Linked DNA regions of Mus musculus: region 2 is linked to region 1. A link is a contact called in public HiChIP or PLAC-seq data. All regions are on one chromosome and are shown on one strand. Each heading gives the region's core, a stretch centred on a gene start, on an enhancer-like site or on the middle of the called end of the contact. The rest is flanking DNA. Distances are from core to core; before and after follow the strand shown. Region 1 holds the start of Rps13 (ribosomal protein S13). Region 2 overlaps Pik3c2a (phosphatidylinositol-4-phosphate 3-kinase catalytic subunit type 2 alpha).

Region 1 (5,622 bases), core at 1,106-3,605:
TCATAGCGAACAAGTCATGAAACAAACAAAAGGGGGGGATTTCATTCATAGTTTAATCAGCATCTATCAACTATGACCCTCTTCTTACCTTTAGAAGGACCCCCCCCCCCCCCAAGCATCATAAACCAACCAGTTCTGGCTGTCCTGGAAGTAACTGTGTAGACTAGGCCAGCCTCAAATGCAGAGACCTGCTTGCCTCTAGGTAACATTTCTTCCTTCCTTTCTTTTTCTTTTGGTTTTTCGAGACAGGGTTTCTCTGTGTAGCCTTGGCTGTCCTGGAACTCACTTTGTAGACTAGGCTAGCCTTGAACTCAGAAATCTGCCTGCCTCTGCCTCCTGAGTGCTGGGATTGAAGGCGTGCGCCACCATGCCTGGCTTAGGTAACATTTCAAGAGAACACTGTCATGTGATTATATATCATCCATGCAAGCTTCCCCACTACTATGACAGAGATGAACTGACACTTAGCCAAAAAGGCAAAATGCCTACCACTATTCATTATTTACCATCTAGCTGATTTGCCAACCAAAAACCATATACTTACTATTTCCAATTAGGTGGGAGCACCCGCTTAGTCTTATAGTATCGAGCCAATCGGTGAATTCTGCTCTCTATCAGAATCAGGCGGAATTTAGCATCCTTATCCTAGAAATAAAAGAGATTTAAGAAAACCACCAACAAGTAAAGAAACTAAATAGCTTCTATGGTTAGGTTAAGTTCTTAGGGCAATTTTTTTAAGGAGGCAGGGTATCTTATTATTATACAGAATAAGTTGGTTGTCTTACAATGTGTTAGACCAGGCTGGTCTCAAACTCCAACAATTAAGGGCATGCATCACCAAATCCACAGAGGCAATTTAAACTCCTAGAATAAGGCCCATAGCCACAAACCTACACAAAAGCCCCAGCACCTGGGACCAACTGGATGTAATAGTTTAGGGGAGCTAAAAATCAAACCACCTATTTCTAGGAAACTATCATGTTGACTATTAGCCAGCACCCAGAACCACCTGAGAGGACTCAAGTGCGTTCTCCCCTCTGAAGATCCGCAGCGCAAGTGTCTCGACACAACACCTGGTTTGTTGTCCGCCTTACCTTTCTGTTCCTCTCAAGGTGCTTTCGGACAGCAACAGCTTTCTTAATCAAATGGTAGAGATCCTCGGGGAGGTCAGGGGCAAGGCCTTTGGACTTGAGGATTCTCAAGATTTTATTTCCAGTCACAAAACGGACCTGGGCCACCCCGTGTGAGTCCCTCAGGATTACACCTGAAAAGAGAAACACACTCAAGCACACACACATGCGATAAAACCCTAACAGCCAAACTCCAAATTTCCAGCTCACTCAGACATCCAAGGAAGGTCAACCCAACATGGAAAGTCCTTCTGGTGGAAACTGCGAATGTTGGAACACCATCATCACTGTGAGCTTGCCAGAATACATCTGACCAGAGGAAACAATGTGACTTCTACCTTTATATTTAGTATTAACTTAAAAGCAGCCCAACATTTATTTGTACCTATCTTTAAAACTGCATGTTATTGCTTTTAAACCTCAAATTACTTCAGATCAGCTGAGCCCATTTCACATGATTTTTTCTGCATATTTCTAGCGAACTTTTTATATCCTAAAGAGGATATTTTCCTCCGATGAGCAGTTATTCCCAGACTCAGAAGCCAAGCTACCAGAAACGAGTTATTTCCCATTTGTACAAAGTCAGAGCAGCTTAGAATCAATTCAGTTAGATGTGACTCAATCCCAGACAGCCCTTGCTCCGCTGTGGAAGCAGGAGGAACCTTTTTAACATACGGACTAGACACATTTGTTTCTCGAGAGCAGAAGGAAGAGATTACATCAACACTCACCTATCTGGGAGGGAGTCAGGCCTTTCTTGGCCAATTTGTAAATCTGTTCCTTCACGTCGTCAGACGTCAACTTCAGCCACTACAGATGGAAGAGAAATCGGCCTTAGGATGAGAGAGCACGGCGGCAACCTTCCACTTCGGGTCCCATCCTCCCGCGCACCGATCGCTTCCCACGCCGCCCTCCAACCCTCAGCCTCTACTCACCGTGGGGACGCTACGGCGGTAGGGCAGCGCCGACTGGGACAGGCCCTTCCTGAAAACAGAAGATAGGAAGTAAAGCGGCGGCCCGCGCCCCAAGCAGCCCCACTGTCCCTTCACCCGCAGCCCGCATCCTCCTCTCTCAGCCCCGCGCCCCAGCCCCGCAACCAAGGTCGGCGCCGCGGGCTCACCCGGGAGCGTGCATGCGACCCATGATGGCGGAGGTCTGGCAGCAAAGAGAGAACGAGGTAGGAAACGGCACAGGAAATCAAGCCGCACAGGAAGTGACGCCACTCACCGACGTTTGCTCTCGCGCGGGGGCGGGGCTACATAGTGTGGCCACCGGAGCCCGGGAGACTACGCGTCCCAGAAGGCATGGCGGCGAGGCGGTAAGTGTATGGCTGGGTTGCTACGCCTTGAACTCTTGTCTCTAGTCTTGCTCTTAGCCAGAGCAGCAAGTCTGTCTCTAACATCTCTTCGGAAGTCGCATCTGAGGGGACCTAGGGCGTGCTCGAGTCCTGGGCTGAAGGATTTGGATAAGCTGCGGGTTTCTCAGGGCTCCCTCTGCAGCCCCGAACTCGTGCGGTGTGGGATGATCGCAAAGCCTAGGTGCAGCCGGCGCTTCTCTCTAGATCGTTAATTCTAGGCTTCCGAGCCCCGCCCGGGTCTGTCCTCCTGTCTGCGCGCCTTTTCTACACAGGTCGGAGCGCAGAACCGCTCACCCCCGTCGGAGAAGAGTTGGGAACGAGGAAAGAAGCTTCGAGAAGATGAGGGGGAAAGGGACTACCCCGGGAGTTGGTCTTTTAAGGATGTCCTAGTCCGGTTCACCACAGAGCGTTCGAAGAATGGGTGAATATAACAATTTATTGTAAATGCAACAAAAAACAACAAAGACATGGACCCAAGAAACTCAGATCTACAAGACCCTGTTGACAAGTGAAGCGTGAGAGGTTTGAAACAGTACTGAAATACTGATCCAGTTTTCTTTTTTGTTGTGTTTGAGACCGGGTCCCTCAATGTAGTTTTGGTTGTTCAGGAACTCGCCTTGTAGACCAGGCTTGCTTCAAACACACGTTAAGTCTTTCTGCCTCTGTCTCTTAAAAAAATGCTGAAATGATGATGAAAGGTTTGAGCCATCATGCCCAGCTGCGTTCTTTTAACCCATTACTAGTTGAATTACGTTTTCCAAAACATTGGGAACTTGAACCAAATTTGTATTTATTTCCTGGCAAAGTTGTATTTGATTAATTAACCAGATTCACACTTTTAGCCCAGATATGTGATCCGAACATCAAGCTTGGCTTCAATTCGCAATCCCTAAGCAAGAATACTTCATTTCACTCTAACACATTTGTCCGAATACAAATTTAGGGTTCAATAGTCTTTCTCATTTCCACGAGTCACTCCAACACATCTCACCACAGAAACGTATCAAATACTTCATTGTTTCCACGGGTACCCCAATCCTATCCATCATCTCTCAGGCAGCTTAAGTGGTGTCCCATTATGTATACAATCCATTGTCTGCCTAGTGGTTAGTGGTCTCTTTGTAAATCCCTCTAAATTGTGTGTGTTAAAGATTGATTTATTGATTTATTTATTTAATATAAGTACACTGTAGCTGTCTTCAGACACTCCAGAAGAGGGCATCAGAACCCATTATAGATGGTTGTGAGCCACCATGTGGTTGCTGGGAATTGAACTCAGGACCTCTGGAAGATCTAAATTGTTTTTAAAGACTTTTACTGTGTGAATATGGGGTAAGAGGATAACCTTGTGTAGTCTTTTCATCTTTTTACCTGGCTTTGAATATCAAACTAGAGTTGTCAGTGCACAGCAAGCACTTTTGGCTACTGAGCCATCTCAGGGGCTCTCTTTTTATATTTTCTCCATGTATTTGAAATAAAACCCAAGTCCCTGGCCTCATGTCCTTCCACTTTGCCCTTATTTCTACTCATTCCAAGCACATTTTTTTTTTTCCTTTTTGGCTTTTGAGACAGGTTTCTCTGAATAACCCTGGCTGACCTGGTAGACCAGGCTGGCCTCAAACTCAGAAATTCACCTGCCTCTGCCTCCCAAGTGCTGGGATTAAAGGCACCAAGCACATTTCTTTTTTTTTTTTTTTTAAAGATTTATTATTTATTATATGTAAGTACACTGTAGCTGTCTTCAGACACTCCAGAAGAGGGAGTCAGATCTCGTAAGGGATGGTTGTGAGCCACCATGTGGTTGCTGGGATTTGAACTCCGGACCTTCGGAAGAGCAGTGGGGTGCTCTTACCTGCTGAGCCATCTCACCAGCCCCACCAAGCACATTTCTAATCCTATACATAGTAACATGTCTACCTGGAAAAAAATTAATATACTTTTAAAGATGTGTGTCTGTGTGTCTTGTCTGTCTTGGCATCACAGTACCTGCAGTGCCCATGGAGGCCAGTAGAGGGTATCAGATATTTTGGAACTGGAGTTAACAGAAAATTCTTAGTTGCTACATGGATGTTTGAAACTGAAACCAAGTCCTCTGCAAGACCAGTAAGAGCTCTTAACCCCTTAGCCTTCTCTCTAGCCACCCCCCCCCTTTTAAAATTACTTGTTTATACAGCTGTGCAAGCTGAGTGCAGTGCCCAGAGGCCAGAAGACGATATTGGGTAAGAACTAGAGTAATAAGCACTTGTACTTTGTACTGGGAACCAAACTCTAGTCTTCTACAACAGAAAGCCATTGTAGCACTAAGCCATCTCTCTAGCCCACTACCTGCAATAGTTTGAACTCTAGTACCGGCAAACAGCTTGGCACTCAGGCAAAACTCAGTTATTTCAAAGGATAAGCTTACATAAGCCATCTCTCTCTCTGAAGATTTTGGGAGCCAGAGGCTTTTTATTTAATGTATGAATGCTCTGCTGCATATAAATCTGCCCACTGGAAGAAGTCATCAGATCCTCTAGTAGATGGTTGTGAGCCACCATGTGGTTGCTGGGAATTGAATTCAAGACCTCTGGAAGAGTAGCTAGTGCCCTTAGCCGCTTAGCCATCTCAACAGCCCCTTAATTGTCCTTTCAAGGTCTTTATACTGGTTTTTTTTTTTCCAAATTATTAGAATGGTTAGAGAGCCAGTCTTGTGCTCATAATCCAGAATAAAGGTATGGTGTTAATTTGCACTTCCGAATGTGGCTAAGTGAACTTTCACAGACCAAGAACCATGCCTACAGAATTCACATCTCAGGAAATGATAGGCTGTAGCAGATTATCTAGACCTTCAAAGAATCACATTCAAATTCAGGATAAATTTTACAAACTCCTGGGTAAGATGCAATAATTATTAAAGTTTAAAACCAAAATACTGAATCAAGAAGGAAGGAAATGACAGCCAAGTTCCTTTATTTCAGAAATATTTTAATTGTAGTATAGTTATGAAGTCACATTTAATTCAATGAATATATTCCAAGTATTAATAAAAATATTATACATCTTAACTCACTATGCTGATATAATTAAAGCATTTTCTTCTTACAGGCGACACTAGTAATCACATGTATGTTTGCATTGCTGGTGAACAGCGTGTAA
Region 2 (5,622 bases), core at 854-3,353, 53 kb after region 1:
CATGAAGGCTCACAACCATCTACACAGCTACAGTGTACTCATATACATAAATAAATAAATAAATCTTTAAAAATAAAGCAGATGTAAACAAATTTACAGAAAGATTGAGAAAAAATATAAGTACTACAAAATTGGAACTGTGCATGTCTGATGTACAGTTTCATTTTAATGTTACAATGGGCCAGCAAGATTGGCTTAGCAGGCAAAGGTGCTTGCCATGAGCCCAATAAGCTGAGTTTGATCCCAGGACCCACATAATAAAAGGAGAAAAGTGACTCCCTTCAAGTTGTACTTTGATTTCCAAATGCAAACGTACAGACATATCCATGTCCATTTACAGACACAACAAATAATTCTGTTTTAAGGAGTGCTAGAAATGAAGGCATAGTTGGAATGAGTCTCTAAAAGAATAGGAAAAAAGGAGAAGCAGCAAAATTTTGCAGCTTACTGCTGCAAAGAGAACAGAGGAGTGGTGGGGCTGATACAGGATTACATGGGCTCTCAACATTTTATATGTGTGTATGCATGTGTTATGTATGAGCACTACATGTGTGTTTGGTGCCCACGAAGACCAGAAGGGGCCATCAGGTACCTTAAAACTATAGCTGCCATATGGATGCTGGGAGGAAAATCCAGGTCCTTTGGAAGAGAAGCCATTGTCTTAACTGCTGAGTTAACTCTTCTTCCATGCCTGCAATGATTTCTTAGTAAACCAACTAGTCTTTTTTTTTTTTAAAAGGGATTTGTTTGTTTAAAGTATGAATGCTCTGCTGAATGTACACCAGCATGCCATCAGATGCCCTTACAGATGGTCATGAGACACCATGTGGTTGCTGGGAATTGAACTCAGGGCCTCTGGAAGAGCAGCCAGTGCTCTTAACTGCTGAGCCATCCCCCAGTACCCCTCAACTAGTTTTATAGCTGTTAAGATACCATGCATACTTTGATGATTTCCAAGTATATTATCTCCACTTGGATCTCTTATACTAAATTCCAGGTTCACCCAATGTCTCTTTTGGATGAGTTGATGCCATCTCAGACACCCAAATAAATTACTTTCCTTGTCACTGTGACTAAATGACAACAACAGCTTAATGGAGGAAATTATTTGGGCTCACTGTTCAGGTTCAGTGTACCAACACTGTCTCAGGATATGATACTCAGTATTTTAATATGTTGATAAGAATGCACTAGTAGCAGGGCTGGCAAGATGGCTCAGTGGGTAAATCCTGACAGATCTTTAGTTCAATCTCAGGAACCCACACGGTGGAGAGAACCAACTCCCGTAGGTTGTCTCTCAGTGTGCTGTGACACACACACACACACACACATATATATATATATATACACTCAAAATGCTCTTTTTTTACCTGAATAGTTGAAAAAAATCCTTTCCTCTGAAGCTAATTCTGCCAACCTTAAGTCTAACCTCTACATTATGGCCAATCTAACTTTATAAGACCGAGCTAAACAATTCACTCAGCCTGTGCTTGGCAAAAAACATCTTAAGTGACTAGAGCCATCTATATGTAAAAGATCAGTCAGCCTTTTCTATAAAGGATCAAATAATAAGGGCTCTTCTCAACTTTTTTCTGGCTAATTCAAACTGTTTAAGAGCTAGCCAGACATGAGACTATGCTGGGGCCTAGCAAACACAGAAGTGGATGCTCACAGTCAGCTATTGGATGGATCACAGGGCCCCCAATGGAGGAGCTAGAGAAAGTACCCAAGGAGCTAAAGGGAACTGCAACCCTATAGGTGGAACAACATTATGAACTAACCAGTACCCCGGAGCTCTGGACTCTAGCTGCATATGTATCAAAAGATGGCCTAGTCGGCCATCACTGCAAAGGGAGGCCCATTGGTCACGCAAACTGTATATGCCCCAGTACAGGGGAACGCCAGGGCCAAAAAGGGGGAGTGGGTGGGTAGGGGAGTGGAGGTGGGTGGGTATGGGGGACTTTTGGGATAGCATTGGAAATGTAAATGAGGAAAATACCTAATTAAAAAAAAAAAAAAAAAAGAGTTAGCCAGACAGTTCCTGTGAGCCACCAATAAGGTGCATCTGGGTGTGGCTGCTTTTCTGAGTCAGAACACAGGAAGGTCTTAACTATTGCTTTGTCTTCTCTTTTGACTTTTTCTTTTATACGCTGGCTAGAGCTCAAGTATGCTTTTAAACTCTGATGCTTTGGGCTACCTTCTAAAGCTTTCCCTACCTCCTGTCCACTGCCATGTGCATGACTAACACAAAGAATATAGTTTTAAAGCATTTAATCTAATTCCAAAACTAGAACTTCAGAGAAAACAGAAATAATCTTTAAGTTCTTATACCAAAACTTACTTCAGTTTGAAGAGCCAGTTCTACTTGGTAGTGATAGGAATCTAAGAGCTCTTCAACAGGGTGTCTGAAAGAAAAAACAGGTATCATGGCTGAAGACTATTTTAGACAAAAGTAGTTGTTATAACAAAAAAAATTATATATATATTCACACCCAAAATGAAGTTTGAAAACCTGTAATGAATGTTTTAGATGCTATACCTTGTCATGACTTCTTTATAAGGTTTTTCTATTTGATACAAGTATTTGTTTAAATCCACAGGTGCTTCATCATCTTCTGCCTAAATAAATACATATACACATGTTTAAGAAGAATCAAATATAATAATTTGGTCATTATATCAAGGTAAGTATAAATAGATGATAAAATCTTAAAATTAGACTAATTTTTGAGGGCTGGAGATAAAATGCTAAATATTATTTATAATCGACTCAATAAGATAATACTAAGAAAAATTGATCTTTTAATTGCTTTAAATGTTTTATTATTTGGGACTGCAGAGATGGCTCAGAGGTTAAAAGTACTTGCTGTTCTTGTAGAGGATCTGGCTCTGGCTCCTAGCAGCCATATGGTAGCTCACAATCATCTGCAATTCCGGTTCCAACAGATCTGATATGCAGTTCTGGCTTCCATGCACACCAAGCATGCATAAGGCATCCATCCATACAAACATCCCATCCATCCATCCATACAAACATACATACATACATACATACATACATACATACATACATACATACAGGTAAACACTCAAGCACATTGAATAAAAATAAATCTTTAAAGTTTTATTATTTATTTACTTTTGTATGTATGTGTACAAAGGTGTGTGCATACGTGCATGCAAACATGTGTAGAGGCCAGAGTCAATGTCATATATCTTCCTCTACTGCTTTATAGCTTATATTTAAGACAGGACAGGTTCTTTTCCTAAACTTGGAGCTAATTCACTGGCTATACTGGCTGGACAGTCAGCCTGGAAGGTCTGTCAGTCTTTTTCTCCTTAGTGCTGGAATTATGGAAATGCTCTGGTATCCCTAGCTTTTTATAGATACTGGGGATCCAAACTCAAGTCCTCAAACATTTTATCCACTTAGTACCAGCCCTGTACACCCCTGTTAATTCTAAAGAGGTTTTATGTAACTCAGACTGGCCATGAACTCTTGATCCTTTTGTCTCTTTGCTGGGATTATCGAAGTATACTACCATATCTGAACAACTTTTTTTTTTTTTAATATTTTATGTGTATAGGTATTTTGTCTGCACCTATGTGTATCTATCAGTGCATCATGTACATGCCTGGTGCATCATGTGTGTGCCTGGTGACATGAGAGGGCAAAAAAACAGGTGTCAGATCCCCTGTGGGCTATTGTATGGTACAGGGAATCAAACCTAGGTTCTCTAGAGGAACAGCCAGTGTAGTCTTAACTCAGAAGTCCTCTAGGTAGCCACAAACTTCTATTTTACAGAGGGTAAAGGCATTAGCCCCCAAGTCTAATAACCTGAACTCCATCTTTGGGACTTAAATGGTATAAAGAAAGAATCAACTCTCACAAGTTGTCTTCTTACCTAAACACACCCATACCATGGCACGCTTGAGTACACACACGTACACACACACACACACACACACACACACACACACACGTACACACACACACTCAGACACACAGAGACAGACACACACAATACATAAACGTAATAAATTTCCTAAAAATGGAAAAGATAAATGATCCTAAACCTAGTTTACAATGAACAAATAAAGCAAAAACTAAGCTGGGCAGATGGTGCACACCTGTAATCCAGGTACCACAGCAAATTTGAGGTCAGTGTTGTCTATTTAAGGAACTCTAGGACAGCTGGAGCTATACAGCAAGATCCTATCTCAAATAATCAATGGAGAAAGAGGGTGGGCAGAATCTAGGGTGGGACCAGATGGGAGCAACATCATTTGACTTTCTGCCTTTTTTCTCAGTAAGTTTTGTCCCATTATCTGCTCATCACCATTGAGAAAAGCACTAGTTTCTCCTGCCATTCCACATTATGCAAACACATTCAAAAGAAACTGAAAACCCCTATTTAGTATTCCAATCCCCCCCTCACTCTCTTAATTAAGCCTGAAATTTTCTCTTCTGGGTAAGACTATTAAATATGAGACTGTGCTCTTGCAATGAACTAGGTAAACATATCTTTTTCTTTAAAACCTAAATGAAAAAGCAAGGACTATGGGTATAGCAAGGTTAGTAGATGACTGGCACAAAGCTCTCAGTTCAGTCTCCAGCACTGCATAAAACTGGTCATGGGCGGCACAGTGACTTCAAAGCCAGTCTGAAATAGATGAGACTATCCTCTTCCCATTAAAAAATAGAAATTAAAAATAAAAGTAAAGCAGACTTCATTTTGCTTTTCAAATTTATATTTCTAGATCTGAGGAATGTGCTACTTAAACTCCCATGACTAAAGATCTGAGAGATTACTGTTGGGAACAAGTGTATCATCCCACCATCCCAGGCTGGTGCAGAAAAAGGTGGAAAACATACAGACTGAAAAGCTGTCAACTATCAGAATTATTCGGACTCACTAAATGCAATTCATAAACACTTACTGTTCGAGCCAGATTCTGGCACATTGCACTCAAGGTCAAGAGCTGTAATTTAATCTCTGTGTCCCATTTTCGACAATTTTGAATATGTTCGTGACTTCCAAGGCAATGATTACTGTTAAAATACATGAATAATCCACCAGTATTATTCTATTCAAATCACAAGTTATAGACATAAAAATAAAATACAAATTGTATCTGTATCACTTTTAACCAATCAACTACAACTTTTCACATATAAGTCTATTAAACTTAAGAGAGTATCATGCCTTTCTTCTAAAATCCCACCACCATCTTAGATACAGCATATCTCAAAACAAGTTTCAACAATAGGATAAAATATATTTCTTATATTTTATAAATATATAAAAATAAAAAACATAAATGAATAGCTGGGCAGTGATGGCACACACCTTTAATCCCAGCACTCTGGAGGCAGAAGCAGGCGGATTTCTGAGTTCAAGGCCAGCCTGGTCTACAGAGTGAGTTCCAGGACAGCCAGGGCTACACAGAGAAACCCTGTCTCAAAAAAAAAAAACTAAAAAACAAAAAAAAAACTCCAAAAAACCATAAATGAATGAATGAATTTAGGGACATGGTCTCACTATGTAGCTCTGGCTAACCTGTAACTCAATATGCAGACCAGGCTGGTCTCAAGCTCACAGAGATCCAACTGCCTCAGCC

The links. HiChIP or PLAC-seq counts read pairs in DNA pulled down with a chosen protein or histone mark.
Region 2: an H3K4me3 HiChIP or PLAC-seq map of embryonic stem cells shows a contact between it and region 1, with 34 read pairs. The contact joins the enhancer-like site here to the promoter of Rps13 in region 1. A contact is called at or near these places in 18 of 484 Hi-C or Micro-C datasets (the AML12 cell line, the C2C12 cell line, the G1E-ER4 cell line and 9 more), 7 of 115 datasets of contacts at active chromatin or transcription factors (the SCID.adh cell line, bone marrow-derived macrophages, double positive thymocytes and 1 more) and 3 of 9 other capture datasets (adipose tissue, liver and pancreatic islet).

What each region holds. Positions count from the first base shown.
Region 1 is chr7:116,331,835-116,337,456 of GRCm38.p6, forward strand. Rps13 (ribosomal protein S13) reads right to left here and starts at 2,356. Exons shown (of 6, transcript NM_026533.3): 1 at 2,251-2,356; 2 at 2,066-2,114; 3 at 1,862-1,940; 4 at 1,095-1,264; 5 at 545-645. The coding sequence starts at 2,273. Snord14a (small nucleolar RNA, C/D box 14A) reads right to left here and starts at 1,423; the gene lies at 1,337-1,423. It overlaps Gm10589 (a long non-coding RNA gene), which reads left to right and starts at 2,335. Exons shown (of 2, transcript XR_869889.2): 1 at 2,335-2,448. Pik3c2a (phosphatidylinositol-4-phosphate 3-kinase catalytic subunit type 2 alpha) reads right to left here. Exons shown (of 33, transcript NM_011083.2): 33 at 5,442-5,622.
Region 2 is chr7:116,385,503-116,391,124 of GRCm38.p6, forward strand. Pik3c2a (phosphatidylinositol-4-phosphate 3-kinase catalytic subunit type 2 alpha) reads right to left here. Exons shown (of 33, transcript NM_011083.2): 6 at 4,942-5,053; 7 at 2,540-2,619; 8 at 2,342-2,405. Among named protein-coding and RNA genes, the nearest start is that of Gm40453, 46 kb to the right of the region's middle. Within about 2 kb of position 2,104, at least 3 of the 459 cell types and tissues checked have an H3K27ac peak or open chromatin away from gene starts, as enhancers often do. A contact at or near this core is called in embryonic stem cells, where this site is marked.